2 separate regions of the Mus musculus genome follow, and region 2 is linked to region 1. The links are chromatin contacts, called in public promoter capture Hi-C maps. All regions are on one chromosome and are shown on one strand. The core of a region is the stretch at or near the end of the contact, and the rest is flanking DNA. Distances in the headings are between cores, read along the strand shown. Region 1 holds the start of 9930021J03Rik (RIKEN cDNA 9930021J03 gene). Region 2 overlaps Gldc (glycine decarboxylase).

Region 1 (2,825 bases), core at 208-2,707:
ACAAGAAAGTTTTACACTATTAAATGTTATCAGTCCTTTAGTAGTTAAAGTCTTTGTTTATAGTCGCAAACCATTTTGAAGGTGAGATAATCTCAACCATTTAGTTATGAATATCATGTTTAAGATGCATTTCTATAGTTTTGGTTTTATGTTTCATTCCAAGTTTCAAGCAAGTTTAAGTCTGAATATTATGTGCATTAGAAAGCTGTGACATCTATTTGGGGTTCATTAATTTCCCCGTCATTTTAAGCAACAAGTAAACTAATGTAGTGAGTCCATATTTTAGTCATTTAAAAATATGTAGCGAGATTTTAAAGCCACACCAGTGACAAGCTGTACAGCTTAGAATAGACATATGGAGACTTTTTAGTGAGATTGCATTCTCTTAAATTCTTAGCCGAACTTAAGATCTCGTGTGTTTTTCGGTTTTTAAAAGTCAATAGAAAACAGGACTCGCTTTCGAGAACTAGAGTTCTACAGGCCACCACTCTTCTTTTGAGGAGCTCTTAATTTTTCTTTCTAAACTTTTCTAAACGCTGGGGTTTTTTTTGTTTTTTTTGTAAAAAACAAAACCCAGTCACAAGGAAGGAGAGGTACAAAGAATATTTTACAACGGAGAGGATTGAATCTTGTTCACTCTCGTTATTCACTTGTGTTAACAAAGGTTATCTAGTAACTGCCTTGAGAAAACTAACAGTAAAATTTTTAGAACTAGTAAGGGTCTCACCAAAAGGAAACTTTCAGTCTATGGTTCACCTTCCAGACTGCGCCAGCGCAGGCGCTCTGTTTCTCCCTCCACCCCACCCCTTACAGACGTCCGCATATTGATGACATCATTAGTCCGCGCCACACCCTGGGCCTCCGAGCCTGTGGGAGAGCCAAGTCCAGGGCTTTCGCGTAGCGGGGCGGGGCCATCCCGTGCTACTACGCATGCGCGCCGGGCATGGCGGAGGCAGCTCTTTCTTCGCCTCTCTCCCCGGCTCTCCCCGGCCGGGGGGGCTGAGTGCCCTCCCCCTTTCCTCCCCGCCCCTCCCCTCCCCTCGCCCCCTCCCGCCCAGCGGGGCTTCTAACTGACAGTCGTCGCCCGGCCCGGTCCGTGCGCCGCCTCCTCCTGCCCGGGTCCCCCCGCAGGTAGACAGGGGCGGGAGGGGGTGTGAGGGAGAGGAGGAGCCGGAGCCGCGGCGGCCCGGGGCTGCGGCCCACTCGGGAAGGAGCCGAGCCCTCTTAGTCCTCGCCCCCTCCCAGCGCCCCGTCGGCCCGGGAGGGGGTGGGGCGCCGAGGCCCCGCGGGCCGGGCCGGGTGTGGAGCGTGCAGCCGGCGCGGGCCGCGCGCCGCCGGGGGGAGGGGAGAGGAGGGCACCTAGCTCTCCTCTCCCCCCTCCCCCGCGCGCCATGTAACCCCGCCCCTCGGGCGCGAGCCTGAGACCCCCGCGCGCGCGGGTCCCCGGCCGGCCGGCGACGGAGGAGAGCAAGGCCCGATGCGGCAGGGGCTGCGCGGCGCCGCGGATCTCTGAGGAAGCGGCCCGCGCTCCCGCGTCCCCCGGTGCCCGGAGCGGCCGCTCCTCTCGACCCAGCCTGGGCCTGCCGGGGGCATGAGCGTGCCGGAGCCACCGGGGGAGATGGAGCGGGCCGCGGAGGAGGAGCGGCCGCCACCGCCGACCGGAGAAGGGAACGAGGAAGAGGTGGTGGTGGCAGCGGCGGCCCGGGCCTCGGGGCTGGTCCGCCGGAGGAGTGCCTCCTCGGTGGACGAGGAGGAGGAAGCGGCGGCGTCGGAGACGACGGTGGTCGCAGGCGGTGGCTGCAAGGAGCAGGAGCTGACCTACGAGCTGCAGCAGGGCTACCGCATCCTGGGCGAGTTCCTGCAGGAGAAGCACCGCGGCCTCACCGCCCCTTTCCTGCAGCCCTTGGGGGGCGTTGCCGCCGGGGAAGAAGAGGTGGCCGAAGGGCGGCGCAGCGGGGGCCGGGGCAGTCGCGTCCCCCCGCAGCAGCCCAGCCAGGGCATGTGTCTGTTGAAGATGGAGGAGAAGTTCTCCAGCGGCCAGTACAGGGGCATCACGGAGTTTGTGGCGGACTTCAGGTTGATGCTGGAGACCTGCTACCGCTTGCACGGTGTCGACCACTGGATCTCCAAACAGGGCCAGAAGCTGGAGATGTTGCTGGAGCAGAAGTTGGCGCTTCTCTCTCGGTAAGTGAGCTCGGGTCCCCGGTGGGACTGACAAACCGACACAAACACACCCACACACGTGTCCGAGAAGGGGCTGGGCCAGGGCCTGGGGGGCGGCGCTGATAGGTGCTGAGTTGGTGCTAGAACCGCGGGAGGAGGAGCGGCCGCGCTGGGCGCGGGACCGGAGGGGTGTGGTGGGCACCCACGCCAAAGCCGAGAAGGTAGCCCTGTCCTAAGAACCCCAAACTCGGATATAACAGGTAGATAAGGTTCAAGACGTAAGACCTACCGGAGAAGGCGAAAGCCTTTTTGTAGGATGGAAGTTGAACCCGCCACTTATAGACAGTTTACAACGGCACGTGGGGCGAGATACCTTTAGAAAAATAATGTTGCTCGTAGGGAATGATAGTCGAGCATACTGTCTGTTTCAACCATTTGGAATTTAAGTGTGATTAAATGTTTCCGTTTCATGAGGAAATTGAATTTTTTTTCAGTGACAAGAAATGAATGCACCAACACAACGTCTTTCATAAGTTTAGACTTGCATGGTGTGGGCCTGTCGGAGACTTTTTCCAGTGCTAGATAGAACAGAGGGTTTCAAGCATGCCAGACAAGCACTCTTGAACCCAGCCTCAAACATTTTTTATTCTACTAGAAATTAT
Region 2 (2,825 bases), core at 94-2,593, 350 kb before region 1:
GGAACGATGAGGGACTAATACTGAGGAATCTGCGGCCCCTTCTGCCAAGTTTCCATATGCAGTATTATTTAGTGATGGTTGGATGGATGATGGTATTTTTCCATATATCTGTTCGGATACAAACACTCTTAGACTGTAAGCGGGGCTTCCTGCTGGGGCATTTTCTCTGGTAACCTGTTTCCTTTCCCCCCACAATCAGGTGAGAATGAAATCCTCGAGACTCTGCATGCCATTGCAAGCAAGAACCAGATCTGGAGGTCGTATATTGGCATGGGCTATTACAACTGCTCGGTGCCCCAGACCATTTTGCGGAACTTACTGGAGAATTCTGGATGGTAATGTGTCTATCTCCTTGCTAGAGAACAGGGATACTAGATCTGTGGTCTCTGTATCCCATGGCTCACACACTGACACCTGCCCCCTGCTGCCCTCGAAACTTCAGTTCAGGAATCCATCCATCTGGCTTCTGATTGGGAAATTTCTTCCAGGGTGTTGAAATAGATTTTTTTCCCCTTCCATTTGCATAAAGTCCAGATCTGGTCATCTCTTCCTGAATCAACCTGAATCTCTATGCTGTTTTTGGACAAGGCTTCACTCCTCTTTGGTGAGACCCTGGGGCATTTTAGGCTGAACTTAGTCGATATTGCATCTCAGACTTTATTCTGTTGCCAGGGTTTTACAAGTGTCAGTATTCATGTCTCACTTAGCCCCACATTTCTTGGTCCAAAGCTGATGGAAGTGAAGTCATGGTGTCAGAAGAGTGACGACTGTAACATCAGCTTTATTGCTGCCATTTTACCGAGAATGGGAACATGTGTGTTGTGGACAGGCCTGTGCTTTGCATGGCCAGCTTCTTGTTCCCATCACCCCTTGTTAGTCAGACAATTCTTTCCTGCTCCTGGAGGCGGGGGCAGGGGCGGGGTTAATATGTGTTAGAGGACAACTTTCAGGAGTCAGCTCTCTTCTGCCATGGGGTCTGGGGAATTCAGGTTGTCAGGTTGTCTTGAAAGCCATTTTCCCCCTGCAGGATCATCCTGCTGGTCTTGACAGGAGCCAGATCTGTGGACACATCCATGTCTGCTCTCTACCCGTGTGGAGATTCTCACAGCTCTATACTTTAGCTCCTTTTTAATAAGAGAACAGGAAAGCAGGCCCATCAAAAACGGAGAGTGTTTCAGTTCTTCAGTGGATGAATGTGCTCGCCAATGTGTTTGATTAGTTGAGGGCTTGTTTTCTTTCCACTGTGGCTCTGGTAAAAGTTTGCATGGTAAACTCTTGGTTGATTTCGAAAGCAAATAGCCTTTCTCCCTACACCACCTTTTTTTTTTTTTTTAAAGAGCCTGTTTGGCCATGAATGGGCTACAGCTTTCTCTGCCTGGGCTCTGGCCTCTGGCCTTTGCTCTTAGTGACCATACAGGATGTCTGCCATATTTCTCTCTGGCTGTGAGCGAGTATGCTAATTAATTTGGGGGCAGCCAGTGTTTTGAGAGGGAGACAATACTCTTGTTTTTCAGCCTCGGGCTTTGGGTGCATTTTAAATTTTGTTGCTTTGCGTTATTATCCAGAAGCTGAAGTCTGATGCCGCACCCAGCTCATGCTGATAGGGAGGGCTGTGAACACGTGGGTGGTACACTCCACATTATACTTCTGAATGGTTTCCATAGCGATGGAGCCAACAAATTCCGGTGACGTGAGGTGAAAATAAATGGGTCACATAGACTCGAAAGAATACAAACATTTGGGCTTCTAAAAGAAACTGCACTGGATCAAGAACTTGTCTCATGGGGTCCACTGTCCCAAAACATCCATTGCTGAGAACGTCAGTAGCTAATGTCAACACTGGCATTTGCCTTGTGGCTTCCTGGTGTTTGTAATCTTGGCAGTAAGATTAAAATGAGCTTTTTATAAGTTTTATGATCCCTTCTGAAAGCCCCCTACTTTTTCTCTGATTCTAAAACAAAATCATAACTCAAATAATAGAGAAAACTAGTTATTTAAGAATAAACGCCAATGTCGTGTTGAATATATTTCCAAGTAACCTACTTCAGAACTATAAGCCTTTTTAGATATGTAGATACTTTTAAAATACACGTTACAGTATATCTAGAAAAAGAATGCATTTGAATTAATGTCAATTAAGACACACCCATGGATCACACCTCTTTCCCTCTTTTTATTCCTCTTGGTACCTGATATTGAGCTCATGTGTTCACACCACTGAGGAACATCTGCAGTGTCTTGGACAAATGGTTTTAAACACTTTTCCTCCCTGACTGAGGCAAACTTCTGTATGTATGACAGCAGCCCTTTCATGGCAACTTTGAAAACCTTTTAAAAAATAGTTTTTAAAAAAAATGTTTTAATTGTATGTGTATGGGTCTTTTGCCTGCCCGTATGTACCTCTCTGCTCCACATACATGTCTGGTGCCCAGAGAAGCCAGAAAAGGACTTAAAGTCTCCCTGGAACTGGAGTTACAGATGGTTGTGACCACCAGATGGATGTGGGAAATTGAAACCTGGTCCTCTGGAAAAGCAGCAGTGCTCTCAACTGCTGAACAGCCTCTCCAGCCACTCTTTGATAGCTTTTTTTTTCCTTACTCTTCTTTGGAGATAGGCTTTCACTATAATTTCCCTGGCTGTCCTGGAATTGCTTTGTAGACCAAGCTGGCTTGGACCTCTCAGAGATCCATCTACCCCTGTCTCCCGAGTGTTGGGATTATATGAACGCCACCATGCCTGACATGGTAGCAGTTTTTAACCATGAAATAGGGTTGTTCTTTACTTCCTTTCACAGGCCATTGCTAAGAAGGGCATTTGGGCATGTT

Evidence for each region. Promoter capture Hi-C pulls out the DNA fragments that hold promoters and counts their contacts.
Region 2: a contact with region 1 is called in a promoter capture Hi-C map of neural stem cells. A contact is called at or near these places in 6 of 39 promoter capture datasets (cranial neural crest, embryonic stem cells, frontonasal cranial neural crest and 3 more), 8 of 130 datasets of targeted methods (astrocytes, bone marrow-derived macrophages, craniofacial prominence and 5 more) and 1 of 9 other capture datasets (liver).

The regions. Positions count from the first base shown.
Region 1 is chr19:29,804,641-29,807,465 of GRCm38.p6, reverse strand. It overlaps 9930021J03Rik (RIKEN cDNA 9930021J03 gene), which reads left to right and starts at 1,457. Exons shown (of 8, transcript NM_172836.3): 1 at 1,457-2,184. The coding sequence starts at 1,592.
Region 2 is chr19:30,156,024-30,158,848 of GRCm38.p6, reverse strand. It overlaps Gldc (glycine decarboxylase), which reads left to right. Exons shown (of 25, transcript NM_138595.2): 3 at 200-335. Among named protein-coding and RNA genes, the nearest start is that of Gldc, 18 kb to the left of the region's middle.